Regions from separate parts of the Sus scrofa genome. Here region 1 is linked to region 2. Evidence: chromatin contacts called from public HiChIP or PLAC-seq data. All regions are on one chromosome and are shown on one strand. The core of a region is the stretch at or near the end of the contact, and the rest is flanking DNA. Distances in the headings are between cores, read along the strand shown.

What was found. HiChIP or PLAC-seq counts read pairs in DNA pulled down with a chosen protein or histone mark.
Region 1: an H3K27ac HiChIP or PLAC-seq map of skeletal muscle shows a contact between it and region 2. The contact joins the promoter of TMEM182 here to the enhancer-like site in region 2. A contact is called at or near these places in 7 of 47 Hi-C or Micro-C datasets (fetal heart ventricle, heart right ventricle, psoas muscle and 2 more) and 1 of 2 datasets of contacts at active chromatin or transcription factors (skeletal muscle).

What each region holds. Positions count from the first base shown.
Region 1 is chr3:51,490,293-51,495,667 of Sscrofa11.1, forward strand. TMEM182 (transmembrane protein 182) reads right to left here and starts at 2,392. Exons shown (of 8, transcript XR_002342518.1): 1 at 2,060-2,392; 2 at 1,722-1,821; 3 at 1-40.
Region 2 is chr3:51,423,582-51,428,539 of Sscrofa11.1, forward strand. All of the region lies in intron 4 of TMEM182 (transmembrane protein 182), which reads right to left. Among named protein-coding and RNA genes, the nearest start is that of TMEM182, 67 kb to the right of the region's middle. Within about 2 kb of position 1,345, at least 7 of the 83 cell types and tissues checked have an H3K27ac peak or open chromatin away from gene starts, as enhancers often do. A contact at or near this core is called in skeletal muscle, where this site is marked.

The DNA.
Region 1 (5,375 bases), core at 1,142-3,641, 68 kb after region 2:
AGGTAAGCGTGGGTGCAGTTCTTGGATGGTGGCTGATTGGCTAGGAAGGAAAGCAAAGCAAACGTATTGGTTATCAAGAAGCTGAGTGAAGACTTGTTCCTAATAGATGAGAAATACTGGACCTAGGGGTACACAAGCTTAATAAAACTACTGGTTATATCAATAAATTCAGAGAATGACTGGGTAAGGGAGGATGATTTCCTTAAAAACCTTATATGGAAAAGCACAGGGGACCTGGAAAGTGGATTCATCTAAAACATGTAGCTCATGACCTAATTCAGGAGAGAGAATGCCCTTAAAATCACTGTAAAATTGAAAGCACCAGATTTCATTTATTTTTCACAACCACATCTTTCAGTTCCTAATATAATGCCTAGCACATGGCAGGTGTTCCAAAAATAATTGTTAAAAGGTCTAATAAACTTAGATTTAAGCTTGATTGACTCTCATTTATATAAAATGTTTTTCTATATTGTATTTTAGGGAAAAGATGCAGATGATAGCACATACAAGTTAATAATTTGAGTACATTTTTTAGCATTTGAAGAAACCATGAAAAAGAACTTTAATGTTTTTTGAAAACTTGAAGATTGCATTAAATATCCTTTAAGGAATAAAATATTCTTTCCTTTTCTAGGTCTTGGCAAAAATCTCCCTCTTTCAGAATTTGACTTACTCTACTTTACTAAAGTCTAAATAATTTTCATTGGCAGGTGGTATGCTTATTCTCACCTCCCAAATGACAATCAGATAGTCTATGAAATAGTTCTCTCAAAATGCCATTTCATCATTACTATGTTCCTCTTACATATGCCAATTTACCGTTGGCTTGTCTTCTGCGATCTCATATTTTTATGATATATTTCATAATCTTAACTATTGTATAAATACCATATTTTGATTTATCATAGGAGTACTTTGATAGCAAGACTAACAATTTCAATGCACAATAAGCATGAAGATAATAAACAGTCCTTTCATTGTTGGATGCAATTAGATAAAGCCTAGCTATTTTCAATGAATTGATTTTCAAAGACTAACACAATATAGGAAATACTGTTGAAAGAATGCATCATATTTTTAAGGAGCTATTCTACTTCAAAAAAGAAATTTAAAGTTTCTATGAGAGAATGGAAACATCAAAAGCAAAGCATTTATTTCCTGCCCACAAACTTGATTTAAGCCCAAAGAGAGCAAGCTTTCATCTGCCACTGCTGATAATTGTTTTGCTATAAATTTTTTTTTTTTTTACTTTGAAGCTATTCACATAAAATAATACATCTTCTAATTCTGGATTTTTGAATTTGGGATTTCAAGGGTTTGTGGACAAAAAAAATTAAAACTTCTATTTGCAATATAGCAATAATTGACCCTTGATAAAATACAGATAATATCTGTCTTGTTTAAGGTTGGTGTATTTTAAACATGAGCAAATAAATGGCAGGTTATTCAATTTTGCCAAAAATATTCAGACTCCTATTTTATGTCAGAAAATAAAATATTTATTCCTATAGCCATTTCTACCTCCTGAAAAGGAATCATTTCATGAACCTTTGGAAGAGATCCTATTGAGGTTCTGAAAGAATCTAATCCTACTTTGTAAGTGACATGCACCAAATAAGAAACTATTCAAGCTATTCATTTTTATTTTTTTATTTTATTTTATTTTTGTCATTTTTATTTTAAAGCCAAACAGGGAAATAAAGCTGAAATGCACTTACTGTACCAGAACTGCCAGATATTGGAATCATTCTCTTCTACAATTCCATTAAACCAACATCTCCAGAAGAATCCTTCATGGTGGAAAGTGACATTTTCTATCTGCACAGAACACAAATGAAGCAACTTGCCATCAACACAAGGAACATAATCTAAGTTAATTCCATCCAGGAAGATTTTAAAGCATTGCATTTTTCCCAAGTAATAATGATCCACAGCTTTCTACATATCTCTTCCATGAAGAAATAGACATTCCACTACTATTTTTGGATTTCAAGAGGATACATAAGGCTGTCCTCATCACTAGCAAGTACGGCAATATTTTGAAAAAGAAACGCACATTCTGTTCACCTGAGCACTTCCCCACTTCAGTCACAAGAAGCCAATAATCTGATCCAAAAGACACCAAAAAGAGTAAAACCCCCAAAGCACCAAAGAGAGCCCCAAAGAAGATGGCGATATTTAGTCTCATTTTCAATTCACGGGTTTCCCTTGAAATCAATTAAGGAAACAAAAAAACAGCAGACACCTAGCTCCTCAACAAAAAAGCATAAAGATTTCGAAGTAGGCAGAATCTTCTTGAGAAGCCTCTCCTAGCTCAAGTTTCGGTGGCTTCTCACTCGCACCGGCTGGGGGATCTGAGCTCCCTCTGCTCTCCCCTGGAGGGCCTCCAGCCCAGCAGCTGAGAATGGCTGGCTATTTTAGGATACTGATTGAGGAGCTGTCTCTCTCCCAGGGGGATCCAAAATTAGCTGACCTTCCCCTGACTGTGGAGGGGAGTACTGGGAACTGGCCGGAATGATCATTCCTGCTGCTGGGTAATCCATAGAAGTGGAAAGAAAACGGAATGGTATGAAGTCACTGACAGTATTGGCCCAAAGTCTTAAGTGTCTAAATAAGTTCCTCTTCATCCAGAAAGACCATTTCACCCCCAAACACACTTAAGACTCTCTTTGAAGACAGAGAACCACAAAGACCTTTCTTGAATACAATTGAGGTCATAATTAATTTCTTAATTCCTTTTAGATATTTTGGGGATATAAAACAATTAGTGGGTCAAAGGATCTAACGAAACAGTGAGTATAGTTCAGGTTTATAACGTAGATATTCATAAGTGTATTTAACAGATCAAAATATGGTAACAGAAACTATTTAAAGTAGAAAAAGTACCTTTATGTAGCATAAACTATTGTCATAAAAACAGAACTTTATATAGCAGCTCCCGTATCTTGTACAAGTTATTCCAAATAATCATCCCAAAGGTGGACTTGTGGGGAAAAAAGTCTCATAAATATATTATTTTCTGGATTAGGGTGAAATAATATGGTCTACTTTTCTTTTGTTTCCTTCATTTTAAATATTTAACTTCCTCACAATGTGGGTCTGAATAGCAGTGAATCTACACTTTTTTCATGCTTCATTTCTATAGCTCATTTCTTTGTTTTCTCTCCATGTCTAAATACCCCAAAGAATAATTTTAAGTACTTGTGTAATATTTAAAGACATGCACTATTCCCATGGCTATATTTTCTTAATATTCTTAGTATAGCGTGGGTCACTGCATCTTCTGAAGAGCATCTGAACCCTACCAGCTTCTTTCACCACTTTTGTTTGACATGGGATGGATCCCTAGACACAAAATTTAGTGACGGCAAGAAGATGGCTCCTTAGTAAGGATGTGGGGCCTTGGCCAGCTCCAGCTACATGCAATCAGAGGTGCCCAAGTGCCATGAAGGGAATTCTAAGTCATAAAATCAATGACTGTGAGGGTTAAATGAGAACATCTGAGCCGATTTCTCATCTAATGCTCAAATCTCCTTGATAAGACACCACATATCGGGGAGATCCCATCGTGGCCCAGTGGTTAACGAATCCAACTAGGAACCATGAGGTTGGGGGTTCGATCCCTGCCCTTGCTCAGTGGGTTAATGATCCAGCGTTGCCCTGAGCTGTGGTGTAGGTCACAGACGCGGCGGATCCCGCGTTGCTGTGGCTCTGGAGTAGGCTGGCAGCTACAGCTCCAATTCGACCCATAGCCTGGGAACCTCCATATGCCGCAGGAGCGGCCCAGGAAATGGCAAAAAAAGACCAAAAAAAAAAAAAAAAAAGACACCACATATCAACAAGCCATGCCATTTTCTGCCTGTGGCATTAAGGATATCAGCATTAGCCACGGGTCTGCCTTAATTTCTGCCCCTAGTTGCTTTCCTAAAAGTTCCTGTACTAGTGATATTCTGTTCTCTGAGATCGTACAGCACACTTAAACTTTCTATCATACAATGGAACCTTCTGATATTTTGAAGAAGCAATCATCTTGTGCCTCCTCAAACTGCAACTTCCACTCCACCCCTTAATATAGGTCTTAATTTTTCTGAGCTAAACATCCCATTCCTTTAAACAACTCCAAATCCCCTTGCAGTTCTACAATTTTTAAATACTTGATCAAAGTGAGGAATAGTAAAATATTTTGGGCATAGTCTAACGAAGTTAATGCCACCACCTTTCTTATTTGGATTCTGTGATAAGCAGAATAATGGACCCCCAGAGATGTCCACACCCTAATCCTAAACTTCACCACATACTCTGTGAATTTGTTAGCTTACATAGTAATTGCCTGGATTATACAGATTAGATTGTGTGATTAGATCCTTCAAAGAAAAGTAGAGAATCTTTTGTGACAGTAGTCAGAGAAAGAACTGTGACTACAGAAAAAGGTTCAGAGAGTTGCCAGTTTAAAGATGAAGGAAAGAAGCCACAAGCCAAGGAATGTAGGCAGCTTCTAGAGAATGGAAGATGAAAGAAAACAGCGAGGAGCCGTGGGGTGGGAATGCAGTTCTACCAACACCTTGGCTTGGGGATTTCTGACCTCTGGAACAGCAGGATAGTGAATTTGTATTGTTTTAAGCCACTAGCTTTGTGTTAATTTGTTACATTGTTACAGCAGCAATAGGAAACTAATAAAGATGCTATAAAACATCTTTTAAGTGGACTTCCAAACAAGTCCACCTTTGGGATGATTATTTGGAATAATTTACATAAAATCAAATTAAGGGGTTTTTTTGGGGGGAATCCATCTTCCAGAAGGACTTATTAACAACTTCTGAGGGTTCAGGCCTTTTATCAGATACATGGGCTCTGACCTCGAGAAGCTCGTGCGCTAGTAGGATTCATTAGAATGGGTGCATAGAGGTTGTAATAATGAGCATCTGGCCACTCCAGACACATTCTCCTGCTTATCCACAAACTCCCTTCCAAGATCACTGTGGGTGTGGTTGTGCAGTTTTATCATAGGTGACAAAGCTGTTGTTTGGAGAAGAGAAATCTTTTTTGGGGGGGGGCCACACTTGCACCATAAGGAGGTTGGTTCCCAGGCTAGACAGAGGTCGAATCAATCAGTACTGTAGCTGCTGGCCTACAGCACAGCCATAGCAATGCCAGATCAGAGCCACGTCTGCAACCTACACCACAGCTCATGGCAACGCCGGATCCTTAGCCCACTGAGCAAGGCCAGGGATTGAACCTGCATCCTTATGGATGCTAGTCAGATTTGTTTCCACTGAGCCATGATGGGAACTGAAAAATCTTTTTAGGAAGGTTTTATTTATTTTAATTTACATCTTAATTACATATAGTATAGGAATCTATGCATTAATACT
Region 2 (4,958 bases), core at 95-2,594:
AGGATGCTTTCAGTTTCACAGAAAAAATATGGAAGGTCTTTGCTAAGATCACAAGCTATATCAGCCATGAGTGGAAGCGGTGTCCTCACCCCCACTTTCCTCCCATAAATACTAGCAATTCCATGGGTTTGTTCCATGGGATAAGCTTCTATGATGTGTGACCCAAGACACAGTTACACCCTTTGATGGTTCATGAGGCCAGGATTGGATTTCTCCTCTCTGGTTAACAGCTGCCCAGAGCTGTAACTCCTAACCAAGTCACAGTCCAAAACATTTCTATCCTCTAATCCTAAAATCCCAGGTCACTGTTATTCAGTGTATGTATTAGCCAGATCTTTCTGCAAGTTGCTTGTGTTTCTGGAATATTGTGTTTGTGGAATATAAGTACTGTATGATAATGAAGGTAAGACTTAAATCTGCTCTTCTAATGCTCAACACTCAACCGCACTTCCAAATCTTATCTGAGGCTTCTTAGGTGGTGGTGGGGAGGGGGGGCAGGTAGGATGGTTGCTTTCCAAGAAACAATCTTCCAAGATCAATGATGCACAAAGTACTTCAGTTTGAAAAGAGGAGAAAGAGGAAAGCCAGGTAAAAAGCAGCTCAGACTAGAGGGCCTTGAAGCTCGGGGATTTTTTTGAAGTTGTTCACAGATGCTGAATCTACCCTTGACAGGTCATTTCATCCCATTTAGCACGTTTTATTCTTTGTGTTTCGAAGCTCTTAAGCAAATGGAGAAGGGAGAAAAGCTAACGTATCTGATAATACAGTTTATCAGACTGACAACCTAACTGAAGTTTCCCTGTGGTGCAGGCAAGACACAGTTCCAAAAAGAAATAATGCAAAAGAAAGGAAAAGCAGGATCAGAGAGATCGTGCCTTCAAATTTAATTTCAGAGAAGAAGAGGTGATGCTGACTCCTGTTTAGATCACTTGTGTACCAGTTGGAACACTGGTGCCTAGCCCTGCAGTGCCGTAATATGAGCTGGGCTTTAAATAGCTGCCAAATAGCCATGTGGTGGCTGGCAGCATGCTCCTGTTGCAATGAGAGCATCTGGTTCAAAGTGAAGCCACATAACAACGGGGCAAGTAGGGCTGCTGTGTGGGAGAGCCGTTTTTCATTATCTTTCTGTGTTTCCCTTTTTATATACATTTAAATGTACCCCCTCCCTTTTAAAAGGGCACTAATTCAATTTGGATTTTTTTTTTTTTTTCCTTTTTGGTTGGCCAACCACATATGGAAACTCACCCCAGGAACTTCTCAGATAACCCGTCTTCTTTGGCAGTCTATTTTCTCTAAAGGGGACATTATGTTACCATTGTCCTCCTCCCTCCAGGTTTTTCTGGCTCTCAACACACTCCTGGGCAATCTTGTGCGAGCTGAGGCTGTGGGATAGAAGGTGTTCTCAAGATGAGTGTAGGAATGAGGGAAAAAGAAATGGTCCTGGAAACACTATATCCATGATCTCTGACACGTAAGGCAAGAAGTCTTGGATCAGCAATGATAGAAACATGTAAGTCAAAACTAGCATAACAAAATCATGATAATAGAAATAGTAGAGAGAATTACTCTGTGACAGGTACTGTTCTAAACACTTTGTGCGAACATTTTCACTTTCCTTCGTGAATTAGGAGACTGAGGCAAAGGGAAGTGATGTAATGGCTTAAAGTCGTACTGCTATGGGATTCTGCTGTCTAGCACTGGGAACTGGATCTAGTCACTCATGAGGGAGCATGATGGAGGATAATGTGAGAAAAAGAATGTATATATGTATGTGTGACTGGGTCACTTTGCTGTATAGTAGAAATTGACTGAACACTGTAAACCAGCTATAATGGAAAAAATAAAAATCATTTAAAGACAAAAATCATACCACTAATAGTGGAACTCAGATTCCAAGCTTGGCTGTCTCTTTCTCTTTCTCCCGAGACTTCTCTCGTAACTGGAAGGCCTCCACCCCTCCCACCCTAGTTGGTGTTGAGTGGGAAATCTGCAAAAGCCTGGATATTGTCCTGAGAACTTTGTCCAGTCACTGTTGTCACTGAGCATGTCACAGGGACCTTGACATCTTGCACCATCTCATTTAATGCTTGAAGCCCAAAGACTGAAGCAGAAGGCATGGTCAGTGGAGGATTTAAAGTAGCTCACTTGGTGGTTTTTCATTCATGCAACGAATCCAACGCTTAGCCCTAATCACTCACAGAAATCTTTCTGTTTCTACTCAAATATGTTCAAAATATTTCCCCTCCACTATTAGAGAGAAGTCAAGTGGTATCAGAGAAAGAGCATGGTGATTCAAACACCTAGCAAACCCTCTCCAAGCCCTTCCATCTTGTGTGGCCCTGGGCAACTTCCAAACCCTCTCAGTTTCAGTGCCCTCAACACCCCACAGGAACGGCACCGCCAAACAATGTATAAAAGGCAACTGGAGCACAGGAGGTGCCCAGGAATCAGTCAGCCCACTGCTCATCTTGTCTGCATTTCCATCCAGTGAAAATCTAGAGAGTACTCCATATTTGTCTAACATAATTTGCAGCTTCCACAATTATTTAACTCACAATAACCGAGGTGGTTGGTCACTATAATTCCTCCCTTGTAAAACATTCCCAAGGAGAAGAGCAAAGTGACTCAAAAGAAGTAAGCTCTTCAGAGTCAAATACTCTAACAGAGACCAGGCTGGCATGTGTCTGAGCAGTGCTGGCTTGGTTGCTATTAAAAGAGTGTAGATGATCTTTGAAATACTTAATGACACACAAGTATCAGCTGTCATATTAAGTCAAAATCTAAGTTTACAAAACATTTTTCTTTCTTTTTTTGCTTTTAAGGGCCGAACCTATGGCATATGGAGGTCCCCAGGCTAGGGGTCGAATCAGAGCTATAGCTGCCGGCCACAGCCACCTCCACATCAGATCTGAGCTGAGTCTGCAACCCACACCATAGCTCATGGCAACAGTGGATCCTTTTTTTTTTTTTTTTTTTTTTTTTTTTTTTTGGTCTTTTTGCCATTTCTTGGGCCACTCCTGCGGCATATGGAGGTTCCCAGGCTAGGGGTTGAATCGGAGCTGTAGCCACTAGCCTACGCCAGAGCCACAGCAATGCAGGATCCGAGCCGCGTCTGCAACCTACACCACAGCTCACCGCAATGCCGGATTGTTAACCCACTGAGCAAGGGCAGGGACCGAACCCGCAACCTCATGGTTCCTAGTCGGATTCGTTAACCACTGCGCCACAATGGGAACTCCCAAATCTGGATCCTTAACCCACTGAGTGAGGCCAGGGATCAAACCCGCAACCTCATGTTTCCTGGTCGGATTCATTTCCGCTGCGCCATGGGAATTCCAAAACATTTTTCAGTTGGACTCTTTTAGTCACCTGTTATAACTGTTTCTACCACTTGACTCTAGTGGTGGAATTACGGGTGACATTTATTTCTTACTTTCTGCTCATTTGTACTTTCTGAATTGTCTAATGAAGATGTATTGCTTTTGAAATGAAAAAAAGTTTGGAAAATTAAATAATTTTTTAATGTCTTTTTTTTTTTTTCTGTCCTATTGTGTCTGTGAATAGAAAGTAACAGACCTTGGAAACTGTATTTTCCTGAAAGCTTGGTAGGCAGTGAAACTGGAGGCTTTCAGGTTCACCATTTTATGATTGAAACAACATTATGAAGCAAAACCATATTAATTAGAAACACCTTGCTACCATGTGGATAGGCAAAAGTATTACAATCATAAACTGTATTGATAATGCTATCGATCAATCAAAAACTACAGTATCTATGAGTGTAAGATGTAGCCTGTGTTCCCATCAGCCTGGAGATTGTCCATTTGTTGGTCCATCCGTTGTCAGGCCAAGTATGAAGAGAGCAGTGAAAAACGACAAAAGCAAAACTCTTCTTTTCTGTTCCCTTTTTAAAATAAACTCCTCTCATCTTTGTACTGATGAATTAAGAAATACACAAATTTTTTAGAATCCAAACTGAGCCAATTTTTAAAACCCTCTTTCCGATCGCTTTATCATCCCTGTTTCACATACAGTATTTTCCTCTCATCTCAGCCTATTTTTCCAGATCCAGAAGCCAGAGTCCAGATCCAGGGTTCCAGTGCAGTATTGGGCATGTCTTTGGATTGTCCTTAAACAGGAAGCCAAGTATTCCCCTCACACCAGTGAATGGCTTTCTCACACTCACCAGAATTCTTCTGGAATGGAATCAAACTAATGCCATCAGATATAAGCCAGAAATCTCCTCCTCAAACACTCTCTAGAGAATCAAGTCAGGGAGTACTTAACTTCCCAGCGTCACTACAAGATGGAATCTTCTAGACAGGTAGTAGGAGCCTGACACCCTGTGGCTCTGAGTCTGTGTGGTTTTTGCAGACTCCCTGGGTTATGGGTACGTGCTCGGCTGGCAACAATGAAGAGTTTACATTCAACCTAAACAAGCGGATGTGACAAACTCCCTGTGAGCCCAGCATCTGCTGTGGGAACCAGTGCATGGTGAATGTACAATCGGATCTTTGCTTTTGTCCAATTTAATGTAATGAGTGTTCCTTACATTCTGGGCATTTGGGGTACAGACCCCCGTTTAATGTTTACCGTGAGCCCTGGCCTCAAGGCACACTGGCATGCTCTCTGAGACCCCTTCCCCCATGGTCCACTTCTTAGAACACAACAGTTATCGAAACATGCCAACTTGCTCTCATCCTCCTAAAGGCTTAACAATGCTTTTTCTGGCCCTCATACCCTCTTCTACCCAGATCCGGGACCTGGCTCTCCTTCAAGGCGCTCTGCTTTTAGACGTTGTACAACAAGCTTTATCCACCCTCTCACCTCTCATTAACTCCTCAAACCAATCAAACCTGGCCTCTGTTCCTACCACCACACCAAGACCCCTGCTGTCATTGTCACGAACAAGTCCCAAGTGACGTGGAAGGTCACCTTCCTTTCTTGTCTTAGTCACC